2 separate regions of the Sus scrofa genome follow, and region 1 is linked to region 2. A link is a contact called in public Hi-C data. All regions are on one chromosome and are shown on one strand. The core of a region is the stretch at or near the end of the contact, and the rest is flanking DNA. Distances in the headings are between cores, read along the strand shown.

Region 1 (5,717 bases), core at 1,586-4,085, 120 kb before region 2:
AATTTGCATTTCCATGATAATGGATACTTTTGAGCATTTTAAAAAATGTGCTTATTAGTCATTTGTATATTTGCTTTTGTGAAGCCTATCTGTTCAAGTGTTTTGCTCTCACCCCCACCAATGTGGCTGATTTGTTTATTATTAAATTGCACATTTCTTTATATATTTCTGAACACAAATCCATCATATATATGTTGTGAGTATTTTTTTCTAGGCTTGTCTTTTCATTTTTTTCCAATGGTGTCTTTAAAAAGCAGGAATTTAAAATTTTGATGGAGTCTAATTTATCAAAATTTCCCCTTATGCCTTGTTTTTTTTCCCTAAGAAATCTTTGCCTAACCCAATGCTGCAGAGTTTTTCTCTTATGTGTTCTTCTAAAAGTTTTATAATTTTAGAGTTGCTTTAAGTCTATAATCTATTTCAAATTAATTTTTTGTGAGTAGTATATGGTGAGTGTTGAGGGTGATTTTTCCCCAGATGAATATCCGGTTATTCTAGCACCATTTGTTGAAAAAGACGATTCTTTTACCATTGAATTATCATGGCTTCTTGGTCAAACACTAATTACCCAGCTCAAGGATCTATTTATTTATTCCCTTCTCCTCCTCCTCTGATGAGTTCTAGGTCTATTCTAATGCCAGCAACTGTCTCAATTACTGTAAATTTATAATAATTCTTGAGCTTTGATATTGCTGGTCTCTGTGTTATTTTTCAAGATGGTTTTGACTATTCCAGGTGCTTTGAAGTTTTTTATAAAGAATCAGGTTGTCAGTTTCTGCACACACAAAAAATGCCTGCTAGGCTTAAGATTGGAATTGTGTGAATCTATTGATCAATTTTGGAAGAATGGCCATTTTTAACAATATTGAAGCTTTCAATCCATGAAAATCAGCACATATTTCCCTTTATTTAGATCTTTTAAAATTATAATCGTCAATGTACAGGTCTTGTGAGTAGTTTAACTTTATTCCTACATGTTTCATGTTTATGATACTCTTGTAAATGGTATTTTTAAAAACTTTACCTACTGCTGGTATATAGAAGTAAATTATTACCATTTTTTTTTAGAGCTTTTTTTTTTTTTTTTTTGCCACGCCCATGGCATATGGAAGTTCCAAAGGCTGGAGTTTGAACCCGTACCAACCATAGCGGCAACCCGAGCCTCCGCAGTGACAATGCAGGATCCTTAACCCACTGTGCCACAAGGGAGCTCCAGTAATTATTTTCTTAATGTGACCTCCTACCCCGTGACCTTTCTAAACTCCCTTATTAATTCCAATACATTTTGGTTTTTTTAGATCCTTTTAAGATTTTTATTTTGTGAATAATCAGGCCATCAGTAAATAAAGATAGTTTTACTTCTCCCTTCCTAATAGTTTTGCCTTTTGTTTCTTTCTTTACCTGTGACCCCTAGTAAAGTTTTTTTTTTTTTTTTTTTTTTTGCCTTTTCTAGGGCCACTTCTGCGGCATGTGGAGGTTCCCAGGCTAGGGGTCAAATCAGAGCCGTAGCCACGGGCCTACACCAGAGCCACAGCAACGCAGGATCCGAGCCGCTTCTGCAACCCACACCACAGCTCACGGCAATGCCGGGTCCTTAACCCACTGAGCAAGGCCAGGGATGGAACCCACAACCTCATGGTTCCTAGTTGATTCATTAACCACTCCGCCATGACAGGAACTCCTCTAGTAAAGTTTTGATTAAAAGTGGTGAGAGTAGATATTTTTGCCATGTTTCCAGATAGAGACAAACATTCATCCATTCATTATCACGTATGATGTTAGGGTAAGTTTTTCACAGATGTTCTTTATCTGCTTGAGGAATTTCCTTCCAATCTTTGTTTGTCGAGAGTTTTTATCACCCATGGGTGTTGACTTTTGTTAAATACTTTTTCTGTGCTGATGAGTTGGCCATACTTCTTTTCCCTCTTTAGTCTATTGATGTGGGGACTGGAATTGATTAATTTTGAATTCCTAGGATTGGCTGTTGGTACATCCTGTTTTAAATTCCTACAGGGTCCTGACCCCTCTTTAATGTAGCTGTAAGAATGGTTATTGTTGGGATCTTACAGTTGCACACATGACATGGAATAGACCAGGCTGAGTTAGGTACAGCTTCTCATCATCCCCGTAGCACCCTATTACTTTACATTGCTGAAAAGAGGATGAAATTATCCTGGCATGATTATTGTATTACAGGAGGATGGTAAGTGAAATTCCCATAATCACTGTCCTCTTTTTCCTTCGTCTCTTCCCTCGCCAGATTCGAATGTTCTAAGAGCTGAGACTTGGTTTCATTTCTGTAACCCTGGTGCCAAATACATGACAACGTGAACAATGAAGAGGTGCTTTGCTGCTCTTATCTCGGATCCTCTCTAAACCCTGCTAGGTTACCTTTCTTAGCCCACTTAAGAGATCCCAGACCCCTGAGACGGTAGGCGCAAATCCATGACTTGAAGCTTATTCTCTTTCCTTCTTGTTCCAGAATCTCTTACATGGTAGGCTATTAAATGATTAATTGTTGGCTGATTGGCTGAATGAGTAAATGAATGAATGAATGAAAGTAACCCCCCCCTTTTTTTTCATGAATGGAATAGGTCCACCTAATGAGAGAAAAAAAAAAAAAAAAAAAAAAAAAAAGCTTGGAGCCTGGCCTGTTGGCAGCGTGTGAGGGAGGGGGACAGGAAAGGGCAGGGAGTTCTTGCTAAAAAAGAGAAAAGGAAGTAGAAACTATAAATTTACTTGACAGGGTTGCATCTCTGCGGCTTAGACGTTGGGCACTTCATCTTGGCATGATTATTATATAACAGGAGGATGGAGAAATGCCCGGAAAGTATTGCTTCCTATTACATAACTCTCACTGTGTGCCCGACAGCATTTCTGATAATGAGAGAAGAGAGCGTCTGCCCCTGTCCGGGTGAAAGGCTTTCGAGCTCCTTACGGTGGAATCAGCCTGGTCTCCAGCCGTTTGGAGCGTTAGAGCAGCCACTGGTTTCCTCAGACAGCCTCAGGCTGTCTCCCTGGTCCCTTGTCTCTGTACCTCCTTCCCCAGGAAATGGGTTATATCCACATTCCTTATAATCACCTCTAAGATCTTCTAAATATGTGGTCCTGCCAAACCCAAAGAGGGACTTCTGGGGGAGAACGCCCTTACATGCTTGGGTTTATGTTACTAGGTCAGATTGGCCCCAGCCGAGTTCATTGGCTGTGAACGTTCTTCTTCTTCTTCACAGTTTAGTGTTTTGGTAAATGAGACATTGGAACAGTCTTCGAATAGTTCCTACTTGTCTGGTTTCATGTTTCAAAACGCTGTATGATACAATAAGCATTACCTGGTGGCTCTGCCATGGCCTCTTAGCAGATGGCTCTGAGTTGAGCCATCGTGAAGTCAGTTAGGGTCACCCTTCGGAGCACCCGAACCCATTGGTCTCTGCACCTGCGCCACTGCCTGTTGACCTACAGAGCGTGTGGTCGTTGCCCAGCAGTTGTCCTGTGTCAGTATATCGAAGCAGATGATCGCGGCTGGAATCCTCCATTGTCCTTGCCCTTGATGCAGTTAGTTCTCTAGCAATTTCCGGCGGCTCTACCATCTCTAAAATCTCTCTGGAATCCAACCACTTCTTACTCTTCGCCCTGCGACCTCCACCTGCCAGCCACCTCCGTGCTTTTCCTCTTTGCTTTTGCAGCTCCGGCACTGGCTTACCAAGCAGTGACTGGAGTGAATATTTTCCAGCTTGGAAAGTAAAGCGTGTCGTATGGCTGCTAAAAATCCTCCCAACACTTTCGTCGCAGATTAGAGATCCCACGCCCTTGCTGCCCTTAAAGCCCGAAGGCTCTGGTTCTGCTCACCCCCTTGACAGTATCTTCTACAGCTCTTGTTCCAGACCTGCCGGCCTTCTTTCTGTTTCCCAAACACCTTTTGTCTTAGGCTCTCTGTTCTGGCTCTTCCTGCTGCTTGGAAGATTCTGTCTCAGGATCCTGGCATGAGTGGTTCATCAGTCCTGGTCTCACCTCAAATTTCTTCTTCTCCTGTGCTTCCCAGTCTAAAGTCGCCTCTCATTTTCTCTCTGGATTATTAATTGTACTGCCTTATTTATTCATAGAACCTGCCTTGGTCTCCAGACTTTTTGTTCATCTCCATTTATTTCCATGCTTATTGTGGATCTCAGGAACTGACCATCCCAGGGGCGGGCAAACTGCTGTTGGGCAAATCGATCCTGCTTGTTTTTGTGCATAAAGTTTTATTGGAACCCAGCCATGCCCATTTGTTTACATATTTCATTTTTTACTTTTTTTAGGACATTTTTGGTATATCATTTACTCTGATTTTTTTGTTGTCTTTTTGTCTTTTTAGGGCCACACTCGTGGCATATAGAGGTTGCCAGGCTAGGGGTCCAGTCAGAGCTGTAGCCACCAGCCAACACCGCAGCCACAGCAATGCGGGATCCCAGCCGCATCTGCGACCTACACCACAGCTCACAGCAATGCTGGATCCTTAACCCACCAAGCAAGGCCAGGGATCAAACCCGCAACCTCATGGTTCCTAGTCAGATTCTGTTTCCGCTGCGCCATGATGGGAACTCCTGTTTACGTATTTCTAGTGCTGCTTTGGCTCCGTAAGTACAGATTTGGAGTTGTGACAGACACTTCAGCCTTCAAAGCCTAAAATACTTTCGGGCCCTCCCCAGGAAGCGTCTGCGGACGCTGCTCTGTCTCCCTGCCCGTCTCGTTCACTGCTGATTCCCTGCCTGTTCCAGGCACGTGGTGGTGTTCAATAAATATTCATCAAATGGGTTTAAGGAGTGAGGGAACACAGGACGTTGTGACTAGGTTTGCCTCTAGGCGGGTATGTCTTTTGAGCCCATACATCTTGCAGGCAAATGAACTCATAGGGCCATTTGTGTGTATGTATGCATATGCGTGTTTGAGTGTCTGGGAACAAGAAGGCAGGGAGGCCAAATGAGGCAGGTTTTGCATCCATACAGACCATCATTCCGAACCTGGCTCTGTCGCTTAGTATGACTTTGGAAAAAATATTCAACCTCTTACGCTTCAGTTTCTTCATCATAAAAAAGGAGAAAGTGGAGTTCCCTGGTGGCTCAGTGGGTTACTGACCCAGCGTTGTTGCTGCTGAGGCTCATGTCACTGCTGTGGCACAGGTTTGATCCCTGGACCAGGAACGTCAGCATGCCTTGGGTTTGGCCAAAAATAATAAGTAAATAATAAATAAAATAAAAAAATAAAAAATACAAAAGGATAAAGTGATGCCTACCTTTTGGGATAACACCGGCTGACTTTAGATGCACAGCCAAGGTCATGGAGTGCATAGCAGACTGCACTTAGCTTCCTTGAGGAGTTTGAAAGGATGTCGTGGGAGGGGTCTGAGTACAGCAGCAGCATTTCAGCAGTTCAGTCAGCTGACCCGGTGGACGTGCATCAAGTGCCTCCCGCCTCCCAGGCCTATGCTGTGTTCCAGGAAGCTATCCAAGAAGAGCTTCATAGCGCTCAAGTTCATAGGCACCCAACCTGACAAGGTCCAGTGCTACATGCCGGGAAGTGCAGAGACAGACAAGACGCCGTCCCCTGCAGAACTTCCAATCTTAGAAGAGGTCAGCGGAGTTGACCTGCCACAGCTTAGCCGTGGAAGGTTGTTAAGAACCACAAGAGATACGTAGATGCCAAAGAAGATCTAGAGAAAGGGATAGGAGCACATCGAATTT
Region 2 (5,334 bases), core at 2,302-4,801:
CATATTATTTGACTGCATTCATTTCCCCCAAACACATAGTTCCGACCCTTGTCATTTCTCTTCTAGAGGATCACCACAGTTAGCTGTCTAGTCTCCTTGCTCTCAGTCTTGTCCTTTTCATTCCACCAATCAACAGTCATGGTGATCCATCCAAAGCATACACTTTTTCATGTCGGTCGGTTGCTTAATCAGTCTCAGTGGTTTCCCTTTTCTCTTAGGATAATGCCCAAGTAGCAATCACAACCTACATGTCCAGCATCACTTGGTCTATGTTTTCTTTTACTCCGGCATCACTTTCATTCTTTAGGAATCTACCACATTGAACTCGTGGCTCTGTTCAAGACAAACCATGCTCTTTTTACATGCTGTGCCTTTAATTTGATTCTCTGCCCATCTGAATGGTTCTATTGACTGTCTTCCAATAGCCTTATTCATTCTTCAGGACCCTGAACCCTGCGTAGCTACCACTTCTTCCAAGAAGCCTTATGTAAACCTGGATTATGAACTCCTCCTCTTTGCTTCCTGCAACATCTTTTTTTTTTTGGTCTTTTTGTATTTTTAGGGCCACACCCATGGCATATTCCCAGGCTAGGGGTCCAATCAGAGCTGTAGCTGCCGTCCTACACCACAGCCATAGCATAGCCATAGCATCACAGGATCCGAGCCATGTCTGTGATCTACACCACAGCTCACGGCAATGCCAGATCCTTAACCCACTGAGCAAGGCTAGGGATTGAACTCGAGTCCTCAAGGATGCTAGTCGGGTTTGTTAAGTGCTGAGCCACAATGGGAACTCCAACGCTTCCTGCAATATCTCGATCTTACTCCTATCAGAGCACTTATACAATATTGTAATTACCTGTTTCCCTTTTCATTTAAGCAACTAGAATATACGTTCCCTGAAAGCAGGACCATGGGATGGTCACCATTGTATTTCCAATGCCCTAGAAGGAGTCTGAGGAGGGAATGATTTATTCTGTCTTTTACCTCCCTTGCCATGTATGTTCAAGGTATAGCAGATGGATTCCCTTTTTTGAACACACTAAGCTTATTTATTTCATGTCTCTAACTTTGTTCTAGATGTTTCCTTAGCCAGAAATGGCTTTCCCCCTCCTCTTCTTTCTCTGTATTGATGAAAATAGATTGTCACATGGTAAATGTAAGAGGATTAAAAGAGGAGCTGCTTAGCATAGTTACTTCCATATGGTGAGCGTTAAAAAAATACTGCTGATTGACATGGCGCACTGCACCTAGCAGGAACTGAGTAAGTATTTGCTCAATATGCAGGAGGGAGAATTTCCTTTTTTTGTGGATAGTGAGAAAACAGTCCTGAGGCTTAACTCTGGCTAAAGATTTGGAAGCAGTGCTTCTCTGTTAGAGATGTTTTGAGTTCTCAGTGAAATAAATGTCCAAAGGGCCACTTTAGTTGTTCCTTTGAGGCAGACCTTTAAGCCAAGATTTCACCACCACTCCCAAACCAGCCCTTTATCAGGCATGTTTCAAACACATACAAATCCAAATCTCTTTAATTTTCAATGTTGGTATCCTTTCCAACTAAAGCAAACAGTAGCTATAGTTGATACACAGATTTTGAGAAGCATTGGTATAGGGGCCAGAAAATAGGATTTGGAGGATGGGCCTAGATTAAGGTGCTAGTTCTGTTCCTCATTATCTGAGCACCCCAAGACAAGGGAACCAGCATCTCTCAATATCCTTTTCCTTATGTACAAAATGGAGTGAATAATATTTACCATGTCATGTTTTTATGCTAAATCAAATGAGATCACTCTATGAGAAAGTGCCTAGCTCAGTCCTGGGCACATAGCAGATAAATGCTAGTGCCATGGAAGGGCACTCACTGGCCTTTCTTTTGAAAAACCTATGACTAGAAGTTGTACAATGCATTTGGGGGCTGACTTTTCAAAGACGGGGGAGTGCTGTCAGGTCAAAGTGTGATATGACCCAAGCTTTGAAGAGCGAGTAAAGATGCTCCAGGTGATGGGCTTGGAAGGTCCTGATGCAGCTAGGAGGTATCATGGCTATTTATCCAAAACTGGGTTCATTGGACTTGGAAGGTCCTGATGCAACTAGGAGGTACCATGGCTATTTATCCAAAACTAGGTTCATTGAAAACGAAGTTGGGGAGTACCAAGAATTATTTCTCAGTATTCCATATTTACACATATAGAAAATGGGTATGCTCTGGCAAGTGTCTGATCATTTGTGGTGCAGTCTGTCTCCATACCCCTCACCTGCCCCCATTCCTGGGACAGAGGGCTCCCTGGAGGTGGCTATTTCCAACAATCATGGTTGGATTTCAGGTTAATTTGGCTCCAGCTGAATTTCAATTTAATTATTCAGCAAAGATGAGCCCTGTTATTCCTCTGTTTTCGTTATTCTGATTATTCCTGCTAGAACTAGGCATGATCCTCTCCAAGAACCCTCAACCACGTTATGATTCTTTATGTAAATGCTCCTCTCCTGCTCTAAATGGCATCCAGCCCCATGTCTGACAGATCGCTTGTATAATAAATGATAAATGACTCACAAAGCTATACTTGAATGGAAACATGTAGCTACAATTTTCACCAATCATCAATAACTATGTTGAGAGTCTCGTGCACTTCAAATTAAAAACTTTATGGATGTATGGAGTTGCTTTTGTGGCTCAGCGGTTAACAAACCCAACTAAGATCCATGAGGATGTGGGTTCGATCCCTGGCCTTACTCAGTGGATTAAGGATCTGATGTTGCTGTGAGCTGTGGTGTAGGTCACAGACACGGCTTGGATCTGGCGTTGCTGTGGCCGTGGTGTAGGCCAGCAGCTGTAGCTCTGTTTTGACCCCTAGCCTGGGAACCTCCATATACCATGGATGCAGCCCTAAAAAAAGCAAACAAACAAAAAACTTGACATCATTATCTGGATAATGACTTGCAAGCCCCATGAGGGCAGTGTTGGTGACTGCCGCGGTCATCACTGCATCCTCAGTGCTTTGCTTAGCCCTGTACTCGCACATAGTAGGAACAGGGTGCATGTTTCTTTAATCTGTGTGCGTGAACTAAAACTGCAAATGCAATAAAGAGCTGTGAGATAGGTCTGAAAAGGATGTAATGTTGGTGCAATATTTAGTATCCTGGAGCACATTCTCGCTTCTGGAAAAGAGATTTCCTCTCCAGTTTAAATGTCCTGAATTGTATGTAGCCACATTGCCACCTTCATAGGCTGAGGGATTGCTGGACCATAAGCACAATTCCAAATGGAGAGACATTCCTGGCACCCGGAGGAACGCCTGCGAAAGTCAGAGAGACTTTCTCCAAATGGACCAGATTTATAGGGTGAGAAAGATGTGTGAATCTAGGCCAGAGGCCAAGGTTCCTCATTTAGTCTGTCATTGGCAAGGGAAGACCTTAACGAGATCTAAAAACAACTGGCTTCTGCATACCTGCCCTTGAAGGACACTTAGCCCAGAAACCTCCGTACACAGCCTTTCTGCTACACTACCCTGGGAGGGCATAGGCTAGTCCCTCGGTGTCCTAGAAGGAACACGTGCATTATTAGAGTGGCTTCAACTGCTTCTCCCTTTGGCTGTACAATGAGGAGGGTGGGGCCCTCTGATGTCCAACACAGCTGTGATGGAGTGTCCAGAGACTGAAACTCACATCCTAAGTGCAAGACTCAGCTCAGCCACTCTGCTTCCTGGCTGCGGTTTACTAGTGGGCAGTTCCATTCTGTATGGTCCAAGGGTATGGTTCCATTCCTCCTTCTGCCAGAAAGCAGGTCTTCCTTTGGACACTGCAATCGATCTAGAATGTGAACGCCCCGCTGCACTGTGAGCTCGCTGAGGGCAGGGGCTGCACTGTGTGTGCCCCGTACCCGTGGTGCAGGGTTCAGAGCAGATGCTCAGTGCAGGTTAGGGAAGGAATGAACTTCATCTCTGTTCTAGGCGCTCCGGTGGGTGTTGGTGACTGCCTGTCCAAGGATGTCCTCTAGATGGCAAACTCAGCTCAATTTTGAATGGGAGTCAGAGCCTCTGGCTGGGCGATGCCCTGGCAGGGAATAGTTTGTTGGAAATCCAGTTTCATCCAGTGCACATGGAATCTTCAGAAGGTTGGGAGACTTCTGGAATGCCAGCCGGTCAGGATGAATCTCTTCTTTTCCAGGGAGACGATGGGTGTGGGTTTGTCATCTCCCGGCTCCCACCAGTGTTTTCTGATCAAGGGAAATGGTACTTCAGAGGAGGGGAAGGTGGGGATGAAGCCAGCCTTTCTTCATAGGCACTGTTGAGTGACTTCATGTGTATTTTCTCATCTAATTCTCACAATGATCCTACAGTCTGCGTAGTGAGTGTTATTATTTCCCCTTTATAAATGATGACGCAGAGACCCGGAGACGTTAAATCATCTTATCAAAGTAGCGTAGCTTTTTTAGAAGCCCAGGGTTGCTAAGTTATGTCATGCCAATGTCTCGACCACTTTCCCCTCCCTGTTTAACTAGGGAAAGAAAAGATTGAAAAATCAAGGGTGAGGTGGCTTTCCCCTTGTGGCTTGGTGGGTGAAGGGCCTGATGTTGTTTCTATGAAGATACCGGTTTGAGTCCTGGCCTCGCTCGGTAGATTAAGGATCTGGCATTGCTGTGGCTGTGGTGTAGGTTCACGGATGCGACTCAGATTCAACCCCTGGCCCAGGAACTTCCATATGCCACAGCCGGAGCCATAAAAAACAGAGATGTGATAGCTTTAATTAAGTATGCAGATGTAGGGGGAGACGGTAAGAATCCTCAGCTCTAGGCAGTGATGCCTACTCTAGCCTAAGAAAATGACCAGTATCTCAGGTCCTGGCAAGACAGGGCTTTATATGTCTGTGGAATTCTGTCACAGCTTCCAGGGAGCCTTTATTAAAGAGCTGCAGAAGTTTTAGTTGCTTCTGCCTTCAAGAATTCTTGTCTGAAACGAGGCTAGTTTTCTCCCCAAACAGATGTCTAATTCTCTCTCTCTCTCTCCTACTCTGGCATTGGATGGTGCTTTTGGGAGAAAGGTGAATGGGAAAATTCATCACTCGTTTATATCACAGATACGATTGAACTCCCATTATGGTTTGAACCATGTTTTGTTAGGCATAATAATCCTTACAAAGTTGAAGCATATGGAAGCCTTGCCTTCGTCAAAGGAGACATTAAGATATGAGAAAAAAAAATTAGAATTTGAGGTAGAAAATACCCAGGGTCTTGGTCATATTTCTGAATTTGAGAGGAATTACATATTCTCAGGGGAATCTGGGAGGGCTTCATGGAGGTGGTGAGCTGGGGCCTTGAAGACTGTGTAGGCTAAGTGGGAC

What was found. Hi-C and Micro-C count contacts between places; a contact is called where the count stands out from the background.
Region 1: a Hi-C map of skeletal muscle shows a contact between it and region 2, with 5 times the contacts expected there. The contact joins two enhancer-like sites. A contact is called at or near these places in 3 of 47 Hi-C or Micro-C datasets (fetal skeletal muscle and skeletal muscle) and 1 of 2 datasets of contacts at active chromatin or transcription factors (skeletal muscle).

The regions. Positions count from the first base shown.
Region 1 is chr4:10,814,201-10,819,917 of Sscrofa11.1, forward strand. No RefSeq gene overlaps it. Among named protein-coding and RNA genes, the nearest start is that of FAM49B, 340 kb to the left of the region's middle. Within about 2 kb of position 2,836, at least 4 of the 83 cell types and tissues checked have an H3K27ac peak or open chromatin away from gene starts, as enhancers often do. A contact at or near this core is called in skeletal muscle, where this site is marked.
Region 2 is chr4:10,932,005-10,937,338 of Sscrofa11.1, forward strand. No RefSeq gene overlaps it. Among named protein-coding and RNA genes, the nearest start is that of FAM49B, 460 kb to the left of the region's middle. Within about 2 kb of position 3,552, at least 11 of the 83 cell types and tissues checked have an H3K27ac peak or open chromatin away from gene starts, as enhancers often do. A contact at or near this core is called in skeletal muscle, where this site is marked.